3 separate regions of the Sus scrofa genome follow, and all the other regions are linked to region 1. A link is a contact called in public Hi-C and HiChIP or PLAC-seq data. All regions are on one chromosome and are shown on one strand. The core of a region is the stretch at or near the end of the contact, and the rest is flanking DNA. Distances in the headings are between cores, read along the strand shown.

The links. Hi-C and Micro-C count contacts between places; a contact is called where the count stands out from the background. HiChIP or PLAC-seq counts read pairs in DNA pulled down with a chosen protein or histone mark.
Region 2: an H3K27ac HiChIP or PLAC-seq map of alveolar macrophages shows a contact between it and region 1. The contact joins the promoter of HMCES here to the promoter of RAB43 in region 1. A contact is called at or near these places in 1 of 5 promoter capture datasets (fetal skeletal muscle), 2 of 47 Hi-C or Micro-C datasets (heart right ventricle and skeletal muscle) and 1 of 2 datasets of contacts at active chromatin or transcription factors (alveolar macrophages).
Region 3: a Hi-C map of liver shows a contact between it and region 1, with 4 times the contacts expected there. The contact joins the promoter of ACAD9 here to the promoter of RAB43 in region 1. A contact is called at or near these places in 1 of 5 promoter capture datasets (liver) and 3 of 47 Hi-C or Micro-C datasets (embryonic fibroblasts, liver and skeletal muscle).

Annotation. Positions count from the first base shown.
Region 1 is chr13:71,594,452-71,598,875 of Sscrofa11.1, reverse strand. RAB43 (ras-related protein Rab-43) reads left to right here and starts at 2,558. Exons shown (of 3, transcript XM_021069416.1): 1 at 2,558-2,904. The coding sequence starts at 2,707.
Region 2 is chr13:71,730,456-71,734,708 of Sscrofa11.1, reverse strand. HMCES (embryonic stem cell-specific 5-hydroxymethylcytosine-binding protein) reads right to left here and starts at 2,398. Exons shown (of 6, transcript XM_013980659.2): 1 at 2,022-2,398. The coding sequence starts at 2,204.
Region 3 is chr13:71,372,525-71,376,777 of Sscrofa11.1, reverse strand. ACAD9 (acyl-CoA dehydrogenase family member 9, mitochondrial) reads right to left here and starts at 1,852. Exons shown (of 18, transcript XM_021069406.1): 1 at 1,608-1,852. The coding sequence starts at 1,757.

The DNA of each region.
Region 1 (4,424 bases), core at 1,309-3,808:
GTTAAATTCTTGGCACATTTTAAAAAATTTGGCATGTGCATTATTTGAAATTTTGGGCATTGAGACACCAATATTTTTTAATTATTACATTTCAAACAAGCATAATTCAATTTCAGTTAAAATGTCACTGTGCTATTCAGGAATTTACCACCAAAGAGAAGAAATGCAGATTTTTTTTTTTTTTAACAGCATTACTGACATATACTTTACATGCCACAAAAACCTATTGTAGGTGTACAACTTAATATCTTAATGAATCTCCTGAACCATGCAACGCTCATGACAGTCCAGTTTTAGAACAATTCCATCACCCCACAAATGCAAATAGTGGCTGGGTTTTCTGGCATAAGCTATACCTAGGCCAACCTCCCCCCTCCACCAACCCCTAGCCAGTTCCAGGCCAGACCAATGGAAAGGCCACTTCTGCTAGCCAGCTGCTTGTCCGGTGTACCCACAGCTGCCCAATCTTCTTCCTTCCTCTCCCCCTGCCTCCTGTTGGTGGGACCTCAGCCCATCCTGTCTCCTGGACCCACTTTTCCCTTCCCTCCCATCTGGTGCTGCAGGTGGCCATTTACAGTTTGAGGCACACATTGCTTTGTGGGATCCTGGGCTTTAACCTGTCCCCCTCCCCAGAGACAACCCAGCATGTGGAAGTCTCCACTAACTATCCTCCAGTCTACTTGGAGGGACTTGTGTCCTGTGGCTCCAATCTGATGTAACAAATCTGGGCTCCTAGATCTGCTTTTCCATGGCACTTGGGGGCTCCTTTCATTTGGGTGTTTCCCATGGCAGTGAAGTTCAGTAACCCTTCACCTTCTCTATCAGTCTGCCTTTGTGTCCTGGTCCATTCTCTTCCCACCTGGCTAGTAAAGCTGGTCAGGATTCTGGGGCACTACTGGTCCTGGTGGACTTGCTCTCCGTGGTCTCCTTAAGTTATGGGAAGGGTGTGGATTTTTCTCTGCTTTGGTCACTGATGTATTCCAAGGCCTTGGAAGAGTACCTGACCAGCAGCAGGCATTAATCAGATTTTAAAATTATATGGAATTGGAGGGCTGCAGCCCCTTGGTAAGGGGCTGCCTATGGAGGGCAGGACTATTCTCAGTTCCCTTCCATCTTAGTAACTGGGGAGCCTTTTGGGGAATACATCCTATTTGATCTATTTTAAGCTTCTCACAGACATCTAGGTCTCCTCTCTCTGAGGAGCCCTGGTTCACTGGTCCATCCCAGAATGGGTCTGTCCCTTCCACAGAATTCTCCCTGAACCTCCCTTCTTCCTCCGCTGAGAACAATCTTTTTTTTTTTTTTTTTTTGTCTTTTGAGGGCCACACCCGCGGCACAAGGAGATTCCCAGGCTAGGGGTCTAATCGGAGCTGTTGCTGCCAGCCACAACCACAGCCACAGCAACGCCAGGTCCAAGCCGCATCTGCAACCTACGCCACAACTCACAGCAACACTGGGTCCTTAACCCACTGAACGAGGCCAGGGATTGAACCAGCAACCTCATGGTTCCTAGTCGGATTTGTTTCTGATGAGCCAGGACAGGAACTCCTCAGGACAATCTTTGATGCTTATCAGGTGGGTCAGTTCCCCCTAGGCCTGTGTCCCCATCCTGAGATGTTTGGGCAGCTCCCTCTACCACTGTGGGCTGCCTTTTGGGCTTGGGATCCCCCACCTCCTCCTGGCCTAGCCTCCCACGAAATGGGTCTCCCACTTCCACTCTCCCAGAAACCTGGCTGGGGTGGGGGTGTCACCTTGAGCACATAGCCCTCAGGCCCCTTCCCCACAAGGATTCTGGCCCAGTTTTGTAGCCAGCTTAGTTTTTGGCCTCACCGAAGCCTTCTTTGTCTCCTTTTCCTTATTCAACATGGGAAAATGCCACCACTTATGGCATCCTCTGTTGGAGGGGATCCCTGTCGGTGCTATTGGTGTGAGCACTGGCTGTCCCTTCCCCAGAGATCCATCCTAGAAGAGGCCATTTTGCGTCCAAGGGCTAGGTTAACGTGTCTCAGAGACCTCACCTTCCCTCGAGTTCGCTCCTGAATGTAGGTCTGGGAGAGCTCAGGTAGGAGAGGCCAGGCAGGTAGGGGAGCCCAGCTATGGGCCAGGTCTCGGGAGCGGGAGGCATACAAAGTCTGTGGGCGCTAGGCGGGTGCAGGGAGTGGTGCTACTGGAGGAGTTGGGCTGTGAGCGGGATTAAGGGCGGAGCCGAGAAGTGCTAACCCGCTGAGGGCATCCCCGAGGGCTCATTGGCAATGGGGGCGGGACCGAGAGCCGGGATTGGGGAGGGGTCTTGCCGGGGTAAGGGTGAGGGGGGGTTCTGAAATGGATTCTGATTGGGTCTTGTCTGAGGGCGGAGTCTCATTGGAGGCGGTCCTGAGAGGCAGTACTGAGGCTGCAGTACGGATGGGGGCGGGGTCTGATGGCAGGCGGTCTGGGGGCGGAGTCCGGAAGGGGCGTGTCCTGGGCAGTACCCAAAGCGGCCCTGAGATCCGGATTGGCCTGTCGCTAAGTAGAGGGCTGGACCAGGCGAGTCCGGGGCGGAACCGCGGCTGCGGGGCGGGGCAGGTGGGGCGGGCCCGGGCATAGCGGGCGGTGGCGTCCCTTCTCCAGGTGTTGCGGCGCTTCCACGTCGCCAGGCGGTCCGCGGCTTGCGTGAGCCCAGGCCGCCCCAGCGTCCAGAGTGCCGGCCCTTGGGCTCCCGAGGCCATGGCGGGGCCGGGCCCTGGGGACCCGGACGAGCAGTACGATTTCCTGTTCAAGCTGGTGCTGGTGGGCGACGCGAGCGTAGGCAAGACGTGCGTAGTGCAGCGCTTCAAGACCGGCGCCTTCTCGGAGCGCCAGGGCAGCACCATCGGCGTGGACTTCACCATGAAGACGCTGGAGATCCAGGGCCAGCGGGTCAAGGTGGGAGTCCCGGCCTGGGCCGCCGTGCAGCCGGGCCCCGGGGCACTAGGGACGTCAGGACCCTGGAGGGTCCCCTCCGTGGGGCGGGGGCCGCGGCTAGTTCCCCGACTGCTCTGCAGCGGCCAGCGCCCCCGCTAGCCCCCTCCCCGTCCTCGCGTCCGAGCAGGCCTGGGCCTTGGCTTCCGTGCGCACAGCGCCCGCCTCGGGGTGCGTGGGTGCGTGCGCTGGGGGGAGTGCGGAGGGGGAGGCCCTGCCCTCCAGAGCTGCACGCCGGGGGGACTTTGCTCCAAAATAGCTTATCCAGCGCCGGCAGGCGGAGCGCCTAGGGCACCGGCACAAGGGGGGGCTCCTGGCCGTCCTGGCCCTGCCCCACCACGATCGGAGTCTCCAATTCGGCCCTCGGGTGGGGACCCTAGGCAGAAGGGGACACCCCCCCTCCACGACTAGGCGGGACCAGGAAGTAGTTGCTTGTAGGGCCGGAGGGCCAAAACTTTTTGTCAGAATTTCCGGCCTGGCCACGCCTCCCTGCAGTCTCTTTGTGGACCTGGTGGTGGAACTTTACTCGGCCTGGGCCAGCCTGGGTCCCCTCCCCCAGCTCAGCTCGTAGGAACTGAAAACTTCACTAGACACCGGAAGGTGGGGGAGAGGACCGAGCGCTGGCAATGGCTCCGCACAGAAACAGCGAGATGTAGCTGTCTCAGTATCCTAGCAATTGTTTGATAACTAACATTGGTGATTAATGAATCAGTTTCTTCACCTGGGTGCCAGCCTTCCTAGTAGAGCAAGAGACTATATTGTTCTTGCTCCGTAACTTGACTTAACTGCGCTGCTCGGAAATCCTTTCCTTTCTCTCAAGGTTTTGAGTTCCCACTTCCCCAGCCAGCGCCTAAGAGCCCTGGACAGGGACTGCACAGGGCAAGTGTCTCTCCTGTTATCTCCGTGTTTTCGAGTTGAGCCGGATGGTTGTATTGGGTCCCTTGAGCCTGCTGCTGTGGAGCTCAGCCTCCCTGGGCTGCTATAGGCCTGCTATCCGTTGCCTTTTGCCAGGATGCTTAGCTCTTTGTTTCTGCAAAATTGGGATAATTTCTGGGTGTTGCCTCCCTCCTGCCCCACCGTGGAGCAAAACTCAGCCAACACTCTTTACATGACCACAGTGCCTCTGGAGTAGATGTGACAGGAAGCAAAAACTCCCTCCCTGAAGGGTTGGTTTTTGTTTTCCGTTTTTGTTTTGTTTTGGTTTCTGTGTGTTTTTGGTCTTCTTAGGATAGAAAAAATAGAACAAGGTCTGGCAGGCAGCTTTGAGTCATTATTCAGGACCACCCTTTAGAGCAGGTGACGAGGGAAGGGCTGTGGGATGGGTGGAGTGTGTCCTCGGGTGAGTTTGTGTCCTGAGATAATGCCAGAGCCATGGGGAAGTGGCGAGTTGACGGATAGGCATAAACAAACCTGCTCTCCCTCCCCTGGTGGCTACGGTGGTCAAGGAGGGGGCAGGGTGTTCCTGTTTACCTGGCAAGATAACC
Region 2 (4,253 bases), core at 1,149-3,648, 140 kb before region 1:
CAACCAAACAACAACAACAAAAAAACCCGAAACAAGAGGGGAGGGCCAAAAAAAAAAAAAAAAAAAAATCCTACTCTCACAATTTCCGCTGATCAACTTGAGTGTGTTAACTGGACAACTGCAAACCAAACCTAAATGTCGGACTGCTTTGTAATGGGAGCAATGAATAGAAAGTGGCTTGTAAGCCAAAATGCTGAAAATGTTGCTCAACATTAGTCATCTTTTCCTCTACTCTCATGAACTTGTGGCCAGAACAGCTGGGAACACTGGGGTTAAATAAATGAAAGAGGAAGTAATTTGCAAACCGTTGGTTTCAAATGCAAATGTTACAATCTATACACAAGTACAGGCCACTATAATATGGATTCATGATCTGCTAAAATGGTTCTATTTTCGGTTTATAATTTACAGGTTTCAAAAAACGAAACCTCAAATATTTATCAAAATTAGGAAACGCTAGCAATCTTTACAAAATTTGCTAGAGATGTGGAGTCAAAACACTACATCGGCAATTTCATGCCACTAACAGAAGAGGGGCTAGGCAAGCTTAAGGGCCCCACTTTCCCCATTCCTAGTTGCAGGGAGTATCCACTGGAGTGGGGACAGTGGACTGGACCTCAGTTCTGGCTCTGTACTTCACTGATTGGGTAACCTAGGACAAGTCACAATTTCTATACTTTTGTCTTTACATCTGTTAAAAAAATGTCTTTGAGCTAACATCCATTCTGCAATTCTAAAGAGGTGGTACAAAGAGAACCAAGGCTTAAACATAATAAACCTCATACACTTAACTCTCCTCTCTCTTCAAATTATGCCTTCCTCTGAAACTTTTTTTTTTCCTTTTCCAGTCAAGGTTCCCCATGACATTTATTTTATTTTTATTTTCCTCTCATTAAAAAAGTCTTCTTAGTTTCAACAGGGAAGTATGCATCCACTGTTGGCTCAAGAATAAACTACTTCATGTAAATGGCTTCATTCAACCAAAAAAATCTGGTGGTTTATTTCAAAATAACTTGATCCTATAACATAAAATCTCTCTTTTGATGACCGTATTATCACCACAGTTCTGAAGTATATGTGACAGGGGTATAATCAACTTTACAGAGTGATCTAAGCATTATGGGCCAAATAAAAATCCAGGATGGAAAAAAATCAAACATGTTTTTTAAAAAACATATCAACATATTTAAAATATTTAAGACAAGGAGAAACTATTAATAAACGTTTTTATTACACTGCATGTGTATATGCATGTATACATACAAACACACACTCTTTTTCAGGAGGTAAGAACCAAAACATGATTATAAATTATTGACCATTCCAACGCTATGGGGATAGACACTATAAAAACAATGAATGCAACCAAACTTCAGATTACCAAACCAAACACCTCAGACTGTAGCCCCAGTAAAAGACAAACATAAAAAGATTGAAAACGCAAGCAGAAGGCATACAAACTTCACGGTTCAAGAAACATCAAAACAGGAGTTCCCGTTGTGGCTCTGTGGTTAACGAATCCGACTAGGAACCATGAGGTTGCAGCTTCGATCCCTGGCCTTGCTCAGTGGGTTAAGGATCCGGCGTTGCCGTGAGCTGTGGTGTAGGTTGCAGACGCAGCTCGCATCCCGCGCTGCTGTGGCTCTGGCGTAGGCTGGACCCCTAGCCTGGGAACCTCCATATGCCCCGGGAGCGGCCCAAGAAATGGCAAAAACACAACAACAACAACAAAAAACAAAAAGGTCTTTGAGATTCGCTAGTCTTTTTGTTTTGTTTTTTTTTTTTTTGAGATTCGCTAGTCTTAATCGCGCGATTAAGATTCTGGTTTAGCTGGACGATAAGAGGCGAGGAAATCCCTTTTTACTTTCCTTTTTTTGAAAACAGATACTGAAATGATCCTGATGACCAGTGAGGTCTGAAGGACGCTGTCTTAAAAAGTGTCTTTGGACACAGGCGCACATAAAGTCGGCGTGCAGGAGGGGGGCCGCGGAGCCAGAAGCCGGCGCGGGGGGAGCGCTCACCTTCTCCAGGTGCCGCCGCGACAGGAGCACCGGCGTGCTGGACCGCGGGCTCTTGTTGTACGAGGGGTAGTACCGGTCAGGGTCCCTCCATTCCGGGAGCTGCTGGCGGCCCTGCCGGTCCCGGTAGGCGCAGGCCCGGGTGAGGGCCTCCAAGGGCAGGTGGCAGGACGTCCGCCCGCACATGCTCTGTGCCGCCGCTCACACCGCCGCACCTCACACCGCAGGTTCCTGCACTAGGGGACGGTTCCAGCCGCTCGACGCCAGCTCTTGGCCTGGGCCTCCGCCCGCCCCTCCCCTCCCCTAGCTCCCGGGGCCTCCCGCCTCCCGCTAGTCCCGCCTCACCCCCACCTCTTCCGCCCGCCGGTCCCGCCTTAGCCGCGCCTCGGGTCCCGCCTCGGCAGTATTCAACCCGCCTCACCTCAGGCTCGGCGCCCGCGCCTCTCTCCGCGCTAAGCCCCGCCCCCAGCAGGCCGGCCCCGCGAGGCCAGCTTCACTCGGGCACTTTTTCCCCTCCTCCACCCTGACCAGAGACAGGGCTCCCCAACCTGGCTCTTCGGAAAGCGCTCGAGGAGGACCCTCTGATTGCCTTTGAGGACTCCTCGATCCCAGGGTTTTCGGGGCTCCACGTCCTCCGTGTGGGCCGTTCCCCTTCGGAGTTAACTCCCTTTCCAGAGCGAACCTGGGGATTGTGGCCTGGAAGAGTCCCCAGGACACCTAGAGGGGACCCTAGGGTCTGAAGGGCCCTTCTCTGTAGGGGTGAAGTCAGAAAACGTTTCCCTTACTTCACAGTCCTACTAACTGCTTCATAGTTTGGGCAAAAATTGAAAAACCATCAGAAAACTTGCATCAATCACACAAGTCACTCTCAAACCCCTTGAGCACCAGAGCAATTTCCAGGGCCCTCATCTCTCCCCCTACACCCAAAGCTGAGGCCTAGAGTTAAAAAAGGGGGAGGGAGGGTTAGTTCCCTTCCTGGTTCAGAATTAAGGAACCAGACTAAGATCCATGAAGATGTGGGTTAGGCCCCTGGCCTCGTTCAGTGGGTTAAGGATCCAGTGCTGCTATGAGCTATGGTGTAGGGCGAAGTTGTGGCTCGGATCCTGCGTTGCTGTGGCATAGGCTGGCAGCTGTAGCTGTGATTCGACCCCTAGCCTAGGAACTTCCATATGCCACAGGTGCGGCCCTAAAAAGAACAAAAAATAGGCTTTACAGGTGTATTTCAGCCACAAAATTGGCAAAACCATCTGGCTTGAGTTTAAAGGCTCAGCAGGGGTTGGCCGCTGAGCCTGCTCCCTTGGGACATAAACAGACTTCTGGGAGTTGCCTTGTGCAGAGGTTAAGGAGCCAGCATTGTCACTGCTGTGGTGTGGGGTTCTATCCCTGGCCTGGGAACTTTTTTTTTGTCTCTTTAAGGCTGCACCTGTGGCATAGGGAGGTTCCCAGGCTAGGAGTTGAATTGAAGCTGTAGCTACCGGCCTACGCCACAGCCACGGCAATGCAGGATCCTTAACCCACTGAGTGAGGCCGGGGATTGAACCTGCATCCTCATGAATACTAGTCGGGTTCGTTAACCACTGAGCCACAACGGGAACTCCATGGCTTAGGAACTTTTGCATGCTGCGGGAGCAGCCAAAAAAACACCCCCAGAGACTTGTGCTCTCTATGGGCTATTTCCCAGCAGGGAAACCCCAGTGTACACCTCACCACAGGCCTGAGGTTAGGCAAAAGCCAGGTAATCCACCAAATCCTCAGGCCTCACTGATTTAGAAAAGGAGGGTAGTTTAAGGGCACAAACAACTTCTGCTACTGCTGTCATTCCCTCATCAAACATGCACTGCTGCTGCTCCTGGGTGTGGGCTCAGATAGAGACCAGCAACAGGGTCTTGCCTCAGGCTAAGTACAATGGCCAAAGGGCTGCGGGTGCAAGGGGAGGGGGTGGAAAAGTGTTCTTGGAAGTAGGGAAGCCGGACCACTAAGCATGAGCCTGCAGAAATAGCAGTTGTTCTGGAGTTCCTGTTGTGGCGTAGTGGTTAATAAATCTGACTAGGAACCATGAGGCTGCAGCTTTGATCCCTGCCCTCGCTCAGTGGGTTAAGGATCCAGCGTTGCCGTGACCTGTGGTGTAGGTCGCAGACGCAGCTCGGATCCCGTGCTGCTGTGGCTCTGGCGAAGGCCGGTGGCTACAGCTCCGATTCAACCCCTAGCCTGGGAACCTCCATATGCCGAAGGAGT
Region 3 (4,253 bases), core at 603-3,102, 220 kb after region 1:
TCCTTCCAATGAGTATTTGACCACTCATTTGCACACCCCTCAGAACCATCCTGCCAATGACACCCAGGGCAGCTGTTCGCCTGTCTGCCTGCCCATCCTTTTGGGGTGTATTTTCACTTAAATAAATCCTCACTTCACTTTCTGAATTTCCATCTCGTTTCTGAATTCCTTCTCTGAGGAGACAAAGTACCTTTCCAAGAGAACAAGACCACAGATGCAACAACAAGGAGGTCACTACAGGCGTGCATGAGAGAGCACCAGTGGACTGGTCAAAGCCTGAATGGTATGCGTTCAAGCTGCAGCGGAAGGTAACAAGTGATGATGCAGAAGAGAAAGGAGACAATTAAGGCCCTGGAGTAGTTGAAAAGACTTGGGGTCTAGGTGGCTTTTGCTGGAAGTTAAGGTCCACCCACGTTGATAGAGAAGGTAGACCACATGGGCACACATGGTGGGGGTGGGGTGGAAGTTCTGACCTGACAGCACATATTTTCTCAGAACAAAGGGAAGCAAAGCCAACAGGTGAGATGAGGATGAGGAGGTGCTGCCAGAGGTTTGGAGTAAAAGAAGCAAGAAAGATTTGTGTTCTTTCTTCACCTTGGCGGCAAAGCACAAGGTCCCAGGACCACACAGCTTCAGGTTCTGGGAAAAATGGTTTCCCTAACTTTAAAGGCCTAGTTTTGTACTTCCTACCAGGGCAAATCACTCCAGTCTGAGTGTCAGCTTCTGCATTTGTAATGCCTGACCACCTTAGAGAATGTTCTAGAGAAACCAGGGACTAACTCCCTAATACATATCAGCTACATCAAGGATGCACAGATTCCAGCCAAGCTCAAAGTGCTTTACATATCTTTTTTGTTGTTGTTTGGGGGGAACCTACAGGAGGGAGTCGAGAACAGTTTTTGCTCCTATTTTGTGTATGATCACACGGAGGCACTTCACAGTAGTAACCCCAACGCACGGGACTAGCAGGTACTGAAGCCAGCACTGACCACTTACTCTGCTGCCTCTTGCATCTGCACCGTATCGTACAGTTTAAATGCATTTCCACACATATACATCTCACTGGGGCTTTGCAACACATCTGTGAGGGCAGAACACAACGCTAGATCCATTTGAAGTTTGAAAGAACTGGGGCCTAAAGTCACAGAGCCAATGTTAAATCCAAGTCTTTCGACTGTTAAGAGCCTGGTAAGTGCTTAGTGCAAACGGCTACTAAGGGTTGGGTGGGGAAGGCGCCTGGGGACCGGTCTTCAGAGGAACCTGATAGGCGGGGTGAGGCGCGGGGACTTGGCTGTGGAAGCCGACAGAGGGGCGGCTGGGCGTGGACTGTGTGAAGGAATTAGAGAGGAAGGCCCCCAAAGTTCGGGGCCAGAACACTGCGTCGAGGGTTGCTTAGCGTCCACCTCGCCTGGGGTTTCCCAAAGCGACCTGGAGACCTTAGTTAGAACACCGGCCCCGCCTGCAGGGGAGTCGAAGAGTTAGCACACCTGCTCGCATGAGCGTTTGTCAGGCAGTTGTGGAGACTTTGACCGGGATCGACCGGCCTTCCCGAAAAGGGCAGAAAGCAAGAGGTAGAGAGCAAGGACGACCGGGAGGTTCTGCATTACCTTCTCGATTCTGCCCAGGAAGAGCTCCTTGGCGAAAGCTCGGCTGGGCTGACTGGTGCGCAGCAGTCGCCGGCTCTCGGCAAAGGCCACGAGGGCTCGGCAGGAGCGCGCCGCCGCCGCCGAGCGCAGGAAAAGCCCGCAACAGTTCATCACGCCAGAGACGGATTGCTTGCGTGCAGATGCCTCTACTGCTTTCCCAGCGCCTCACTCACGTGCTGCGAGCTCGCACCGCCCTATGACGCCATCGGCAGGCGCCTGCTCTCTCTGGCCGCTTTTGCGCCTGCGCGGCCTCGGGCTTCGGACAGAGGGTGGAGTCGCTGTCAGTTTAGCGGAGTCTTGCGGCGGCGCTGCGGGGGTGGCCTGTTACCTGAGTTATTCATCACTGCTTAGTATTTTCAAAGCCTGTCACCTGGGTTCTTCATCACTGCTTAGTATTTGCGGGTTTCAGCATTCAGCTTCACAAGGCAACGTTTGGTAACCGTTGCTTCTGTGAATTAACCCCTTGGGCAAAACAAAGGAAAAGTTATATTGCTGGGATTTAAGTTTAAGCTGGTGTGCATTAAGGAAAAGTTATATTGCTGGGATTTAAGTTTAAGCTGGTGTGCATTTTGGCCGCAATAAGCATAATCAATCAATCAGGTAATCCGATCCTGTGTCAGATCCTCTTGAGTGTTCCAACTGAAGGGCTCAAGGTAAGCCTGCAGTTGTCACCAGTGCATTTCCTGCTGAGAGAGAAGTTGGCTGATACCTTACTGTCCAGAGATCTTTGTAGAGGGGTATCCTCAAAGAATAATTTTATCTCATACACTAGATTATGCTGTCCACTATTACGATGTGTATTTGTCCCCCTTTGGGTACATTACTTATTATGGAAACATGGAGTCACTAGCTTGTTGAAAGCCACAAAGGTAAGGAGGTGTTATGGGTCGAACTATGCTCCCCCAAAAACCATTTGTTGAAGTCCTAACCCCATACCTCAGTGCACACTCAGCCTGAACTGATAGAGAATAAAGTTTGCTTGCCATTAAAGCTCAATACCTAGCAGACCACATTGTGATTTTCTAGGCAGAGACTGATATCTGTTCTCCTTTTTTGTTCTCGTATCATTTCTACCTGGCTTGCCTCCCTGAAGGCCCTGGCCTATACAGTCACATGTGATCATGGGAATGGAGTGCATGAAAAAATCCTCTCTGCATCATTCCTGGATGTTGTAAATTCAGGTTACAGGACCACGGAGACTTGGCATTAAATCAACAATTATTGATAATTGCTCTGTCTGTTCTCTTTAAAGGAAAATTACTCCTCTTAATTACTTAATAGAACTTGGCATTTACTTGAATTCATTTTTTCCCTGTTGTAATTTCCAGGAGAGATAAATAGGTAAAACTCATCTGAAGACCTAATTGTGTATTTTCCCTGCAATACACTGTACTGAATAGTTTTTTTTCCTTTACCCCCAAAGATCCAATATTCTCTTGCTGCCAGATTCTAGTATGTACACTGTAAGTACCCAGCACTGCCCTACAAATAGCTCCCATCTTAGCTGCTACCTACAAAAGGCTGACAGGAGTGGGTTTTCAGGACATCCAGCCAAAGGCGTCAGACATCTGGGATCGGATTCCAGGTTACGAGGAAAGGGCCACTTGGGATGCCATTTACTAAGAAATATTCCTTAAAATAAAGGCTGGTCCCGCCAAATGTGGATGAGTAAGTACTTCCTCAACTTGGACAAAGTCCAGGTAAGTGTATGAATCGAGCTCATAAGATAAAGCAGCCGCTGGTCGCTGGTCGCTGCCGCTGTGGATGCAAAGTCTTTTCAAAGGAATAAAAGTGTATTGTAAACATACAAACATATATTATAGCTATATTACAGCAGCTCCTTTTTTTTTTTTGCCACACCTGTGGCATGTGGAAGTTTCCGGGCCAGGATTGAACCCGTGCCACAGCAGTGACCAGAGCCACTGCAGTGACAATGCCATGGACCCTCAACCCACTGTGCCACCAGGGCACTCCAAAACCATGGAATTCTCAATAGGCTCAGGAACTGGAAAACCCAGGGCCTCTTGAGATAGGGGTAAAAGGATGTCTGAAATGGGGAATATTGGATAAAAGTTTATTGAGAAGCAGTTAATCAGGTCCCTTTTCCAAGAATGCACTGCCAGGCAACTGCCCCTCCCCTACCCCAGCCTCAATCTGAAAATTTATTCCTTGGGAAAGGTTAAAAAAGAGAAAAGAGAAAGTAGTCTTTAGACAGTGGCTCAGTTGAAGGCATGGGGTTATGCTGAAAATGGGCAAATTCAGCAATTGTATGTGAACTAAAAGTTGAGCTCTCCCCACATGCCTGCTCTGGTGCAGTTGGTTAAGAATCCGACTGTATTGGCTCTGGTTGCTGTCACTGTGGAGGAACGGGTTCAGTCCCTGGCCTGAGAACTTCCATGTGCTGCAAGTGCGGCCATTAAAAAAAAAAAAATTTGAAGTCTTTCAGCCCTTTTTACTCACTTATTTCCTACCTTTAGGGCAGAAGATTGGAAGGCTTTTCTCTGGGGAATCGGACCCCAGAGCAAATAAAGACCTAAAGATAATGTTACTGGGGACTCCCCAACCAGTTGTCTAGCCGGATCACCACTTAAAATAAGGTTCACCAGG